5 separate regions of the Mus musculus genome follow, and all the other regions are linked to region 3. Evidence: chromatin contacts called from public HiChIP or PLAC-seq and promoter capture Hi-C data. All regions are on one chromosome and are shown on one strand. The core of a region is the stretch at or near the end of the contact, and the rest is flanking DNA. Distances in the headings are between cores, read along the strand shown.

The links. Promoter capture Hi-C pulls out the DNA fragments that hold promoters and counts their contacts. HiChIP or PLAC-seq counts read pairs in DNA pulled down with a chosen protein or histone mark.
Region 1: a contact with region 3 is called in a promoter capture Hi-C map of embryonic stem cells, with 4 times the contacts expected there. The contact joins the promoter of Grik3 here to the promoter of Pou3f1 in region 3. A contact is called at or near these places in 1 of 39 promoter capture datasets (embryonic stem cells), 2 of 484 Hi-C or Micro-C datasets (both in embryonic stem cells) and 1 of 115 datasets of contacts at active chromatin or transcription factors (bone marrow-derived macrophages).
Region 2: a contact with region 3 is called in an H3K4me3 HiChIP or PLAC-seq map of embryonic forebrain, with 6 times the contacts expected there. The contact joins the enhancer-like site here to the promoter of Pou3f1 in region 3. A contact is called at or near these places in 3 of 39 promoter capture datasets (3T3-L1-derived adipocytes, the C10 cell line and cranial neural crest), 8 of 115 datasets of contacts at active chromatin or transcription factors (embryonic basal ganglia, embryonic forebrain, embryonic hindbrain and 5 more) and 1 of 9 other capture datasets (embryonic stem cells).
Region 4: a contact with region 3 is called in an H3K4me3 HiChIP or PLAC-seq map of embryonic basal ganglia, with 8 times the contacts expected there. The contact joins the enhancer-like site here to the promoter of Pou3f1 in region 3. A contact is called at or near these places in 7 of 39 promoter capture datasets (the C10 cell line, cranial neural crest, embryonic stem cells and 4 more), 1 of 484 Hi-C or Micro-C datasets (embryonic stem cells), 14 of 115 datasets of contacts at active chromatin or transcription factors (bone marrow-derived macrophages, craniofacial prominence, embryonic basal ganglia and 8 more) and 2 of 9 other capture datasets (embryonic tail and liver).
Region 5: a contact with region 3 is called in an H3K4me3 HiChIP or PLAC-seq map of embryonic stem cells, with 7 read pairs. The contact joins the enhancer-like site here to the promoter of Pou3f1 in region 3. A contact is called at or near these places in 4 of 39 promoter capture datasets (cranial neural crest, liver and stem cell-derived epiblast-like cells), 9 of 115 datasets of contacts at active chromatin or transcription factors (craniofacial prominence, embryonic basal ganglia, embryonic forebrain and 6 more) and 1 of 9 other capture datasets (embryonic stem cells).

Annotation. Positions count from the first base shown.
Region 1 is chr4:125,489,323-125,492,022 of GRCm38.p6, forward strand. Grik3 (glutamate receptor, ionotropic, kainate 3) reads left to right here and starts at 1,374. Exons shown (of 16, transcript NM_001081097.3): 1 at 1,374-1,623. The coding sequence starts at 1,509.
Region 2 is chr4:124,034,481-124,037,180 of GRCm38.p6, forward strand. No RefSeq gene overlaps it. Among named protein-coding and RNA genes, the nearest start is that of Gm40241, 18 kb to the right of the region's middle. Within about 2 kb of position 1,446, at least 39 of the 459 cell types and tissues checked have an H3K27ac peak or open chromatin away from gene starts, as enhancers often do. A contact at or near this core is called in embryonic basal ganglia, embryonic forebrain and forebrain, where this site is marked.
Region 3 is chr4:124,656,309-124,659,008 of GRCm38.p6, forward strand. It overlaps Pou3f1 (POU domain, class 3, transcription factor 1), which reads left to right and starts at 1,338. Exons shown (of 1, transcript NM_011141.2): 1 at 1,338-2,700. The coding sequence starts at 1,399. Gm2164 (predicted gene 2164) reads right to left here and starts at 1,179. Exons shown (of 11, transcript NR_168006.1): 1 at 532-1,179.
Region 4 is chr4:123,989,634-123,992,333 of GRCm38.p6, forward strand. No RefSeq gene overlaps it. Among named protein-coding and RNA genes, the nearest start is that of Gm40241, 63 kb to the right of the region's middle. Within about 2 kb of position 1,263, at least 49 of the 459 cell types and tissues checked have an H3K27ac peak or open chromatin away from gene starts, as enhancers often do. A contact at or near this core is called in craniofacial prominence, embryonic basal ganglia and liver, where this site is marked.
Region 5 is chr4:124,072,362-124,075,061 of GRCm38.p6, forward strand. No RefSeq gene overlaps it. Among named protein-coding and RNA genes, the nearest start is that of Gm40241, 20 kb to the left of the region's middle. Within about 2 kb of position 1,445, at least 4 of the 459 cell types and tissues checked have an H3K27ac peak or open chromatin away from gene starts, as enhancers often do. A contact at or near this core is called in embryonic stem cells, where this site is marked.

The sequences.
Region 1 (2,700 bases), core at 124-2,623, 830 kb after region 3:
GCCTAGCCGCTGCCCGGTGACAGATCCGTTTATTTATCTACTGTATCGGTACCGCTTTGTCTCTGTCAAAAAGGTCATTAAACTCGCCTAGCTGCGTAATTCGCAGCCTCCTGCTCCTGCCTCGCTTCACAGCCCTTCTCTTCCCTCAGCACCCAGCGCCACTTGAAAAAAAATTTATTATTGGTAATAAACAACATTTCTTTTTAACCCTTTCGGCTTCCCCCCCTGTGTATCCTACTCTGTCCCATGAACAATACAGTTTCTCTGTATTGTTTCTCAGGAGGAATCCGGGAGGGGGCTCCAGTTCCTCCCGCATAGTTGCGGAAGAGGACTGAGAACCCAGCGGGCTCCAACTCCAGCGGCCCTCGAAAACGAAGGCTTTTGCGAATTTTCTCAGTAGTCCTCCTACTGATGGTGCGTGGTCAAGTCCTACCTTCCACGCAGAGGGTCTGGCCTGGTGTCTCCCTCACGGTTAGTTTCTGAAGCTCCGCATTCCCTAGTTCAGCTCCTACGGTTCTCTGATTTCTACTCCCAACCCCACTCCCTAAACCTCCAAGCCCTGGGCCAGCCCTGCTTTCCCAAGGGCTAGAGATCAAGAGTGAAAAACAGCTCCAGGTCAGTCTCCTGCCGCCGCCGTCCAGCCAGCGTCGGCCGCGTGGGAGCTGAAAGGCGAGGCTCCGCAGACGGCAGGCTCCGGGTCTCGCGGCTCTCGGCGGGCGCGTCTCTTCCAGCTGGTCGGGCCGCTGGGTTGCCGCCGTCTCCCAGCTCCTGGTGCCAGCTCCGCCGCTTTACGCTTGGCTCCCCGGCTCAGTGCCTTGCCCTGGGGGCGGCAGGGCAGATGGGGACGCCTCAGCTGCGGAGGATAGTCTCCATCCTCCGGGTGTCCCCCCTCCCAAATCCTGTCCAGGGTCCCTTTCCCCGCCCCCTGCGCAGGTGTGAGCGCGCAAGTGTGCACCCGGGCGAGTGTGAGTGGGAAGCGTGTGTGCGCGGGGGAGTACGCGGAGGGAGCGCGGGCGGCGGGCGGCGCGGGAGGCGGGAGGCAGGGCGCGGGGGAGGGGGCTGGGAGGGAGTGTGTGCGCGCGTGCAACTCCACTCCGGGGCTTTGTGCGAGCCCGGGCGATAGCATCAGCGGCGGCTGGAGGAGGAGCGGCCGGAGACGCGTGCAAGCCCGCCCGGCAGCCGGGGCAGGTGGGAAGCCCGCGCGGGAGCCGAGCCGACGCGAGCCGGAGACGCCGCAGCCGAGTCCGAGCGGAGCCCGGGCGGAGCCCAGGAGCCTTCGCTCGCGGGCGGCCCGTGGGCGGCAGCCGAGGCGGGGCGGGCGCCGGCGGGGCGGCCCCCCAGTAAGATGTGCGCAGCGCCGCGGGGCGCCCCCCACTCGCAGAGGCGCTCCGGAGCCGGGCGGCTGGGCCAGGCGGCGCCTCGGGGGCTGCTGCGCGCCCGCGCCTAGAGCTGCCGCCCCAGGGAGCCCGCCACGGCCGCGCCCCGGGCACGCTCCGTGGCGCCCAACGATGACCGCTCCCTGGCGGCGCCTCCGGAGTCTGGTTTGGGAATACTGGGCCGGGTTCCTAGTGTGCGCCTTCTGGATCCCAGACTCGCGCGGGATGCCCCACGTCATCCGGATCGGTAAGGGCTCCCCTAGAGCCGGGGGTCTCTGCGCGCTCGGGTGGGGACGGGAATTGGGGGATAGTGGTGCTCTGAACGTGATCCGAAAGATTGTCCCAACCTCCCTCTAGGCTGCAGGGTTCGGGTGTCTGCTGGGAGCTCTTAGAGGGGGAGGACAAAGTTCCAAAGCCCGGGTCGCGGGGCCTTACGGGGAAGAGGCAACCGGGCCGCGGTGGCTAGGGAACCTGGATACGCTCCGGGGTAGGCGACGCGGTGGAGTGTGGCGAAGGTTCTAGCCCTAAGCCAGCGCCTCGGGGGAATTTCGCCGCGACTGCTGGCAAGGATGGCCGCAGACCTAGTTCTGGGACTGGCTTCTGCGCAGAGTGGGAGCCCTGGGGAAGGCGCCAACTTCTCTCCCCCCCACGGGCACCTCGCTGGAGCAAGGGGTACAGGGGATGGATTCGCCGGATTAGGATGGCGGATTTCCTTGCCCCTAGTTGGCCGAGGCTCGGGGCAGGAGAGGGTCAGTCCCCTGCTTGTCGCTAGAGCAGGTCCCCCAGGCCCAGGCCTCTTTCGATGAGGAGTAACCGAGACTGGGAAAAGGAAGCGCAGGAGGCAACCCTGCGCAGCCGGGGACGAGGGTTGCGAGTGGCTTTTAAAGTTAGCCGAAATCCCTCCGCAGCTGGCGGCGGCTGGCAGTCTGCGCGCGGCTTTTTGGGGCTCTGGCTTCTCGGCTTCTCTCACCGCTGCAGATTTCTTACTCTGGGCTTTAACTTTGTTGTGGCCGCCGGAGGCACCCTGCGTGGCAGCGCTCAGGGCTGGGCGGGAGCCCACGCGAGTCTTTAGCCCACTCACTTCTCGGGGCTGAGCTAAGCTGGGCTACCCAGGAGCCATCGTTACCGTGGGCGGCCCGCACCAGGCCGGAGACCTGGGCAGCTCGGGCTCGCGAGACACCAACATCTGGTGCGCAGCCTACCGAGCTCTACCGAGACAAGGCAACCTTCCTCCTCCTCCTCCAGGACTCTCTTCAAGGGGCTGCCTTTGCTTCTGCAAGAGCGGACTTTATGTGGCCGGCAGTGCGACGAGGATGCAGGAAAC
Region 2 (2,700 bases), core at 196-2,695, 620 kb before region 3:
GGGGGGCACCCCACAGTGGGTAGTGCTTTTTGGATGGGTGGTCCTGAGTTATATAAGAAAGCAGATTGGGCAAGCTGTGGAAATGGAACCAAGAAGCACCCCCACAAACACACCCAGCCCCCAGTCCCGGCTTCTGTTTCAGGTTCCTGCCCCCCTTCTCCCCCCATGGAGAGTTGTTAGATGAAATTAACCCTATCCTCCCCCTGCTGCATTTGGTCCTGGTGTTTATCACGGCAGTAGAAAGCAAAACAGAACACCTTCCTTCCCTCCCTCCCTCCCTCCCTCCTTCCTTCTTTCTGTTTTTTGTTTGTTTGTTTGCTTGCTTTCTTGTTTGTTTGTTTGGTTGGTTGGTTTGGTGGATGGAGGTTGGAGACAATATCTCACTATGTAGCCCTGACTGGCCTGGAACTCACTATATAGACCAGGACTTGAGGTCAGAGAGATCTACTTGCCTCCTGAGTGTCACCTTTATTATAGAAAAGTATCCATCTTCTTCATGACGGGGTAGGGAAGGGCTTGCCATTGCTTCTACTTCTATACACATATCAAGCTCACAGAGGAGCCTGAACTTGAACCCAGGGCTCCACACTGACAAGAGACTCTTGGTGAGTAACCTGGTTATGGATTAAGGGTAGGAGAAATTATCTTCTCTGTCCTGGTGAGGGTTCCTATTTCCATTTGAAAGTCATTCTGCTGTCAGTGCCTGGCTTACATCCCTCTCCCACTGAAGCATTTAGGAAAAATCATGTCATTCACCCACTGTCTCCCCAGCCCCGTGCAAACAGCTGAGCACGCTTCCTACAGCTGTCCAGTGCCCTGTACAAATCATCTAGCTACCATGTGTGTGTGTGTGTGTGTGTGTGTGTGTGTGTGTGTGTGTGTGTGTGTTGGCAGTAGTCGGGAATATGGAGGAGAGCAGAGAGACCCTCAGGCTCCATGCCCAGTCCCTGAGATTTCCCAGGAGAGAAACTAGCCTTCAGGCAGCCAGCCAGGAATCTCCCTCATTGCTCCAGCAAATGGGACCTGGAGGAGCCGTCCACGTCCCCACTGCTGATGGGTAGAAGGAGAGTGAGGATAAAGGGCACATTGCGGCCCCCCAGGACCCTTACCGCATCCAGAAGGAAACCCGAATATTTGTCTTATTTCCTGTGGGCCATTTGGACATATTTTCTCAGTCCAGAGAAAAGCTGCAGTGTAAACTAAGGATCCGTTCTAGGGGGCCCGTTGGCTCCTTGGAGTCTGTAATTGGGGTATTGAAAGGATACAGAAAAAAAAAGGCCCACAGAAGAGTGGGTGATCTTTTATACTTAAAGTTCCCCCCTCTATAAAAGCGACGTATTACAAACCTCTTTCTCCTCTCGAACATTTCTTGCTAAGTGCATTCTGATGCCACATTGAAACGCAAAATAGCTGGAATCAAGCAGGCTCCGAAGGCTATTTATATGCTAATCTCTATTTCCCAAGCCGAAGCAGGAACCTCGAGCTCAGAGCTGCTTCTAATGATGGCTCGGCTCTAACCTCTCTGGAAGAAAGAAAAGTATTTTCCTTAAGAAAACAACTCAGTTTCTTTAAGATGAAATGTAATTATCTATTATCAGATGTCCCTTAAAATGCAAGGCCTATTAAGGCTGCTAAAAATATTGAAGCCCTAATTTCACCATAATAGCATTTTAATTTCAGCAAATCACGCTGCTATTGTTACAGGACATTTTGTGGTAGGGATGTGGTAAGAGGTCCATCTTAGCTTTTTTTCTTAACATTTTCTCTTCTCTGAGAAGTACAATTAAATCATTGCAATCATCTAACCTTGCTCGACACAAAATTTTACTTATGAAGTGCGAAAACAATGGCCATTAGCATTTAAAAGAATTTGTTTTAAAAGTAGCTAAAGTTTAATTGCTTTAAATATTCTTGTTGGAATGTGCAGCCGCTGTTGGTTCAACGTTTGTATTAAAGAGAGACGGCGTTTAATTGATTGCTGAATTTCATTGAAAAATATTTACTTTCTTCTCGGGCAAAGTACAAAAGAGGTGTCTTGACGGACCCCCTGGAATGGTTTGAGGGGGGAAAGGGAACGATGTAAGCTGCTGGCCAGGTGACCCACCTCTGCACTGGGATGTCCCCCAACCCCCAACAGCATGTGTGTGTGTGTGTGTGTGTGTGTGTGTGTGTGTGTGTGTATGCGCACGCGCGCGCGTGCGTGCGTACAGGCCTTCTTTGTGTAGACAGCAACAAGAAAGTCTGGTCCCAGTGCAGACCCCTGAAACTTGTGTTTTCCTGGGGCCTATGAGTAAGAGCTGGAGAATGTGATGCTGGGTGGCCCATCCTGTCTGCTTCCCTTTCAATCAGGAGGGCTGGGGGGCGGGCCACTCTCTGACAGGTGTTCCTCCCACACCTGATAGTGGAAGCAGACCTCTGAGCAACTTCGATGAACTCACCCTCTCCCTTCTCTGATTGGACATTTTGGGTCACCTTCAAGAGTCTGAGTCACTGTGAGATCTCATGGGTTTTAATAGGAATTTCTAGATCAGGGATAAGGAGGTTGGGTAGGAAAGGTGGGGATAGGGGGACAAGCTTTGGATGGCAGAGGGAGAGACGATGAGAACATCGAACATGAAAATGCCATGGGCCCCAGAGGCCACCGACTAGGTTTCATGAAGGGGGTGAATCAGTTCTATTTGAAGAAGGATCGCCCCGCAT
Region 3 (2,700 bases), core at 88-2,587:
CAGCTCCAACTGAGGCCCCCTCCACTCAGGATCCTTAGGAGAGACACAAAACAAGGACAGGGATGAAGAAGTTGGCCGCATCCCACTGTCCACTTCTCCAACAAGGACACCTCGAACTCAATTCCCTATCAGACAAGTCCGAGTTGACTCCACGGGAGGCTAGACAGCTGCCAGCTGCCAGCTGCCAGCCTGCACATTGGATTTCCGAGGTGCCCAACTGTCCTTCCCTAAGTCAGTCCACAAATCCTATTCTGCAAGTTTCCGGGCGGCATAACCCCAGCACAACCAGCGCTGCCGACAGACCACCGGTTCCAGCTGGGAGGAAAACAACACGAAAAGGCTACAGCAGCGCAGGACAGGGCCCAGTGTCCATTCCCCACCCACTGGTGGCGCTTTCTCTGGAACCAGTCTCCACCCCGAGGTTCTCTCATTCCAGAACCCTGGAGCCCAACTGGTTCCTGGAGCTTGCATCTCCGCGTACAGGCTCAGCGGCTCACTGTCCTGGCTCAGCACTGCCCACGCGGTACTCACCTGGCCTCGGTGCCCAGGGAAAGGAAGGCGAGCCGGCGAGAGGCGTGAAGCCCAAGCCGATCCGAATCTGTCCGTGCCTGCTGCACTTTCAGGACTGCAGAGGTCCAGCTAGTTGTGGCGCTGAGTCTAGAGGGAGTAGAGGGAAAACCAAGACCTTGGGAGAACGCGATGCGACCTGGCAGCCGCAGGAGGCGAGGCCCCGGAGGTTAGCAGCCGCGCGGTACCGAGCCGGGAAGCCACGCAGCTTCGCTCTCGCTGCAGCCCAGACTCGCGGGATCCTGGCCCGCAGGCAGAGGCGCAGCGCAGGGAAGAGTGCGGGGCTGAGTCTCTGCTCGGAACCCGAGCGCCTCCCGGAGCCCGCAATCCCCCGCCCGCCCCAGTGGGATGCAGGCGGAAATTGAGCTTGTGTGGAACGTGGGGACCGACCGGGCTCCGAGTCTCCCGCGCTGCGGTGAGAGCGGGGCCCACGCAGCCGGGACCGGAGGGGGTGCGGTCCCAGTGCCACCCCCGCGCCACTCCCCACGTGGCGGCCGCGCCCCCGGGGCGTGAATGTGTACGCGGGCGGTGGTGGTGGGGGTCATGAATGAAGCCCCAGCGGCCAATCAGCACTGCCGGCGCGCGGGACCCCGGGAGCGAGACCCAATAGCGAGCTCCGGGTTGCAGGCCCCGGCGGCGGGCGGGCACGGGGGGAGGAGGCCGGGGCCGGGAGGCGGGAGGCGGCTCCGCGGGCAGCCAATGGGCGGCGGGCGGGGTGGGGCTCCGGAGCGCCCAGCGGGTCCGGGCTTTAAGCCGGCGGAGCGCGGCGGCGGGGCCCGCAGACGGAGCGAGGCGGCGGCGGCGGCGGGGCGGCGCAGGGCGCGGGGCGGCATGGCCACCACCGCGCAGTATCTGCCGCGGGGCCCCGGCGGCGGAGCTGGGGGCACAGGGCCGCTCATGCATCCCGATGCCGCCGCGGCGGCGGCAGCGGCGGCCGAGCGGCTGCACGCGGGGGCCGCGTACCGCGAAGTGCAGAAGCTGATGCACCACGAGTGGCTGGGCGCGGGCGCGGGCCACCCCGTGGGCCTAGCGCACCCTCAATGGCTACCCACGGGAGGAGGCGGCGGCGGCGACTGGGCGGGCGGCCCGCACCTGGAACACGGCAAGGCAGGCGGTGGCGGTACCGGCCGAGCTGACGACGGCGGCGGTGGCGGCGGTTTCCACGCCCGCCTGGTGCACCAAGGGGCGGCCCACGCGGGCGCGGCATGGGCACAAGGCGGCACAGCGCACCACTTGGGCCCCGCCATGTCGCCGTCGCCCGGGGCCGGCGGGGGTCACCAGCCCCAGCCGCTCGGGCTGTACGCTCAGGCGGCCTACCCCGGTGGCGGCGGCGGCGGCCTGGCCGGGATGCTGGCGGCGGGAGGCGGCGGCGCGGGACCCGGCCTGCACCACGCACTGCACGAGGACGGCCACGAGGCACAGCTGGAGCCGTCGCCACCACCGCACCTGGGCGCACACGGACACGCACACGGACATGCACACGCGGGCGGCCTGCACGCGGCGGCGGCGCACCTGCACCCGGGCGCGGGCGGTGGTGGCTCGTCGGTGGGCGAGCACTCGGACGAGGATGCTCCCAGCTCCGACGACCTGGAGCAGTTCGCCAAGCAGTTCAAGCAACGACGCATCAAGCTGGGCTTCACCCAGGCCGACGTGGGACTGGCGCTGGGCACCCTCTACGGTAACGTGTTCTCGCAGACCACCATCTGCCGTTTCGAGGCCCTGCAGCTGAGCTTCAAGAACATGTGCAAGCTCAAGCCGCTGCTCAACAAGTGGCTGGAGGAGACCGACTCGTCCAGCGGCAGCCCCACCAACCTGGACAAGATCGCGGCGCAGGGCCGCAAGCGCAAGAAGCGCACGTCCATCGAGGTGGGTGTCAAAGGCGCGCTCGAGAGCCACTTTCTCAAGTGTCCCAAGCCGTCTGCGCACGAGATCACCGGCCTGGCCGACAGCCTGCAACTGGAGAAGGAGGTGGTGCGTGTCTGGTTCTGCAACCGGCGGCAGAAGGAGAAGCGCATGACCCCCGCGGCCGGCGCGGGCCACCCGCCCATGGACGACGTTTATGCGCCTGGGGAGCTGGGGCCTGGCGGGGGCAGCGCGTCGCCACCTTCTGCGCCCCCGCCACCCCCGCCGGCC
Region 4 (2,700 bases), core at 13-2,512, 670 kb before region 3:
GTCTTGGGTGGCCTTGAGCATCCCTGTCAGGTGTCACAAGCAGCAGGCTGTGCTTTCTAAAGCAGTCAGACTCTGATTTCTGGCTTTGGAGTTTGGCTTAGTAGTGAATCAAGCTCTGCCTGGACATCCTTCTAGTTCCTTCCATGAAGAGAAGGTCTGCAAAGGAAATGGAAATGGGAACTGCACGATCCAGGCAAGGAGCCTCCATTGAAGGAAGTTCTGGATTTTTTTTTTTTTTTTTTTTTTTTGAGACAAGGTCTCATATCTCAGGTTGGCCTTGAACTCACTATGTATTGAGGGTTGACCTTGAACAGCACACCCTCTTGACTCTGCCTCCTACTGCTGGGATTGCAGGTGTGCACCACCACACCTAGTGTATATGATGTTGGGGAGAGTTGAAGCTTTGATCGTTCTGTGTAAGGACTCTACCCCTAGTACTTGAGGGAGTTTCTGTAATTCTAGTTTTGGGCATAAGCAGAGATACTGGGCCAGAGAGGGAAAGTGGTATATACTAGGGTGCCCAGGAGCTCAGAAGCTGAGTAGGTGACTAACCGGGCTAATTCACCCATCTTCCCATCCCCACTTGCAGAGGGCAATTGGTGCAGCATCCATGAGGCCCTGGTCTGCTCAGCCTGGAAGGCGATGCTCTTATTTTCACAGGTGAGAGATCTTCTTTAAGGGATCAGAGCCGTGTCCTCTTGTGGGGTGGGAGAGGAAAGAGGGGAGAAGCTGGGCTTTAAAGACCCCTGAGCCCCCTCTCCAAATTTTGTCCTGAAAACGCTCTCTGAGTGTCCCCCTCCCCCACTCTAACCCATAGCAAATACCCACTCAGGTTACAGCTCCTGTTTGCAAAGCCAGCTACAGAGATGCCTTAATTAATTATTCAGGCTGACATCTCTAGCTCCCAAATCACAAGGTTGAGAAGAGATCATAGGAATATAATCAATGTGAACTTGAGTGATAATCACTGGTCCCCGGGTGGAGCAAAGAGAAGAAAACCCTCCAAATTGGTCTTTTTCTTCTACTCTGGCCTCGATTCTGCCAGCGGACAAGATAAAACCGCCCTCCTTTAATAATTAATGAGTAGGCACCGGCGCCCCTGGCCTGGGCCCCGGGAGGCCTCTCGCGGTGGCTGCGCCTCCTGGAAGGCAGGGCGCGTGTGCACAGCCACGTGCGCCAGCCCGGTCTGGGGCGCAGCACTGAGTCACAGCGGCTGACCCAGCAAAGTGCTGCGAGTGTGACCGGAATGAAGGGTTGCTCCGTCTGTCTCCGAGGTGGCGTGGCAGATCAAATCACAGCGGATCAGGCGCCGAGATGTTGCCTTGCTCTGAGTGACAGAAGTTAATAATTAGTGACAATGATTGACAGATACACTCCATCTGCTGCTCCGACGCCTAGGAGCAGTTATTCCACAACTGTCTGCGGGCACAATGAACTCCCCCGGGAGCGCGGGCTGGCCTGTGATTGACAGCTGCCTCCAAGAGAGACAGGCCACTGATGGAAAGTCGCTGTCAGCAGAAGCGCTCCGGTCCCCCCCACACTCCCCGTGTTCCCGCCGAGGCTCACTCGCTGTATACATTTATTCTGTTTCATTTATCATGTCAGCCGCGGTTTTAAATAGATTACTAGCTAGCCTGTTTTTTAACTGGAGAGTTTTCTACCCGTAAATTAGAAATATCCACGTACATGGCAGGCTACTTCCTAGGACTCCAGACTTCCTCTTGTTCTCTGCATGGATCCAGGAGAGGTGGCAGGAGCTTCGGGGGTTGGGGGTGTTCAGATGTGCCGAGTCTTTCCATTCTAATCAAAATGGAATGTTTAACCAGAAGCCCTGCAAAATGGTGCTGAGCACCGTGGGGCAAGCTTGAGCTCAGACTACAAACTAAACTCCGAAAGCACCCCCTCCCCCAACCGCCACCATCACCAACCCCGGGAGAAATAAGTGTGTCTCTGAGACTGGCTTTCAGTGACATAACTTGTAACAATCACTCCTTAAGTGATATTTACATTTTCAGATAGTGGGAATTCTGGGAGGATACTAAATCCAATGTTCCCAGGGCAATCTGTTTACTACCTTGTGGATTTATGGTCAAAATCTGGTGTTAGCTAGGTAGATAATTTCAAGTGAGGGTTACAGCCCCATCCAGACCAAAGACCCTGTCCCTGCTCCTTCCGGATTTTCCATTCTAAGTTCAAGGTTAGAGTCAAGTAGCTCATGTGGAACTGGGGAGAGAGACACCTTCCAGCCCCATTATAAATTGGAAAGCAGGAGCACAGGGGTTTTCAGTAGACGGATGGTTCCTGCGTCTAATTTGTTTGGTTTTCTGGAAAAGTCCATTTTAGTTTGGCTGCATTTTGGACCCCACATAAGCATCTGGCCACCGCTTGTTCCTCTGTCTCTCTTTCTCCCTGATGTCACAGCATAATGCAAGGGGCTGTTCATTGCGTTATGAGTAAAAGCCCACTTGAATCCCGCTGTTTAAAATACAGTGAACCCTGTTGATATTGATCTCATTCGCAATGCTTTCCCGCATATGATGTCCATCTCTTAAAGTATGGGTCATGTTTCCTCTTAAGATCTTTTCTTATCTTATTCCCCTAAAATGATATAAACAGTTTCAGTATTCTTGATAATTAGGTATTCGGGCAAAGAAGAGACATCCTGTTCTTTTTTTTTTTTTTTTTTTTTTTTTTCTTTTT
Region 5 (2,700 bases), core at 195-2,694, 580 kb before region 3:
GAACCTAAATGAACACCTCCAGTGGTCCCTGATGGAGGCTGTGTGTTACTCATCAATAGCTGATTGGGGTGCCTCTGAAGGCTTCTTCTGGTTGCTATGGTTGGACAAATACTCCCCGACTTAGGGTTTTACTGCTGGGAACAGACACCACGGCCAAGGCAAGTCTTATAAAGGACAACATATATCTGAAGCTGGCTTACAGGTTCAGAGGTTCAGTCCATTATCATCAAGGTGGGAGCATGGCAGCATCTAGGTAGGCACAGGGCAGACAACGCTGAGAGTTTTACATCTTCATCTGAAGGTGGCTAGTAAAAGACTGACTTGGAGGCAGCTAGGACAAGGATCTTAAAGCCCACGCCCACAGTGACACATCTCCAAATAGTACCACTCCCTGGGCCAAGCATATTCAAACCATGACACCCCCACCCAAAACAAAATGCATTGATGACTTGGTTGCCACAGTGGCCTTATCAGGAGTGAATAAAGTCTTTAAGTGCTGGGGCCTGGTGGGAGACCCTTACATCCCCGGGGCTTACCCTGAAGGCAGCTAGAGGACCTGGCCTGTGCACTTGGTATTTGCTTTATGGCTCACGTTGTTCTTTTGCTCTACCACAGACTCCAGCCAGATTTGCTGCCCTTGCAAGAGGTTCGAGGCTGCAGGAAGCTCCAGAAAGTTGTCTCTCCTGCCCTCTTTCCCCACTCCCCTCCTCTCCTTCTCTTCCCCTCTTGTCCCTTCCTTCCTTCCTTCCTCTCCCTCCCTCTCCCTCCCTCCCTCTCTGCTCTTTGATTGTGGAGTAAGAGACAGACTGTCACAAGGGAACAAGGGCACCCTGTCACATTTGTACCACACTTGAAACTGACTGAAGAGACTGCTCTACACCCTTTCCTGCTTCCCTCTCTTCTCCTTCCTAGAAGAGCCTTAGGGCTCCCAGTGTTACAGAGTGCAGTCCCCCACCTTGTGTGGGACCCCTTTTCTTGGCTGACACCCAGGCAGAGCATGGCTTCATCACAGAGCATCAGCTGCTTTGGTTCCATTTCATCAACCTTGGGAGCCAAACCATAGTTTTCTTCTAACTGCAAAGCTATAACCCCTGTCTGGTGTCCAGTCATCTAGTCCCTCCTTCTCCACCCCTTTTCTGCAACCCACTCTGACCCTAGACTCTTAACTCTCTACTCCTTTGATAGGAAGGAGTAGAGAGCGTGCTGGAAGAACCACTGTCCAATTAGCCATGGAGAGAATGGGTCTCCCCTAAGCCCAGGAACAGAGTATATCTGTGGTGGGCAACTTAAGGGCAAAGGGTAACTGAAAGAGTCCAGGAAAATATGCAAAACCATGCATTAAATAGGCAAAGGCTCAGCTTCCCTTAGCTCTGAAGTTCAAGCAGAGAAATGTGGGGATTGATATGCTAAAAGGATGCAAAGGGAGAAACTCCTCCTGCAGATCCCTGGGTCAGAGACATTCCCCCAGATGAAGAAAAGGAAGGGAAACCATTTTAACTGGTGTTTCTCAGAGGTAGAGACTGCCTTGACCTTGACATTGGTGTTTGAGAGAAAGAAGGCAGGGCTGGGAGTTGTCTCACACTGCATAGAGATTTGGAAGCAGAGCTGGGCCTGAGACCCCGGTATGCTGGGTCCTGCTTGGGCTTCTCCTTTGCTTAGCAGGGTTTGGGGAACAAGCTAATCCCAGGATAAGGATTCTAAAATTGTATGGCTAGTGTTAATTGTGAACTTGAAAGAATTTAGCATCACATGGGAAATGGGCCTCTAGGCCTGCTCATGGTTCTCTTGATTACGTTAATCACTGTGAAAAGAAGACCCATCAGAACAGTGGGCAGAACCATTCCCTAGGCAGAGAATCCTGGGCTGTATAAATGGAGAGGTGGTACTGAGCACTAGCATGTATGCATTCATTCTTTTGCTTCCTGATTGCAGATGCCATGTGACCAGCTGCTCCCGGTACCTTGCCTTCCCTGCCACAGTGGAATGTGTGATAGGATAAGCCATTTCTCCCTTAGTTGCTTCTGTCAGAATATTTTATCATACCAACATGGAAAGTAACTAAGACAGCACCCCACCCCAACTTAGCCGTCATCTACTCTCTTGATGAAATTCCCTCTCTTCGACTCTATGATTGATCTCATGGCAAGGCTCTACTCCTGGTATCTAAAAGCTTAGGCCTCCACACCAACAGGGCTCCGTATGCTAAGCGTCCTAATGTGGCTGCTGCTATGTTATGCTGTGCTGGTATCTGGGTGGCTGGTCCCTCGTGTTGCGGAGAGAATGTTTAGCCTTATTCTCTCCGGCCCAGCTGGCGTGGTTGGTCATCCCATGCTTCTCCAGCCTTCACTTGCTGCAGAATTTAGGGTCAGAAATCTCTCCATGCATCAGTAGGGAGACGTCATTCTGTATGTCTTTCTTCCATCTGCAACTCTAGCTGTCTTTTATTTATTTCAGTTTATTTTTCATTGTTTGTGTTGATGTGTGTTGTGAGGTCAGAGGTCAATCTCTTTCTTTCTTCCTTCCTTTCTTTCTTTTTTAAAATTTAATTAATTAATTAATTAATTTATTTATTTATTTTGTCTTTTCGAGACAGGGTTTCTCTGTGTAGCCCTGGTTGTCCTGGAACTCACTTTGTAGACCAGGCTGGCCTCAAACTCAGAAAGCTGCCAACCTCTGCCTCCCGAGTGCTGGGATTAACAC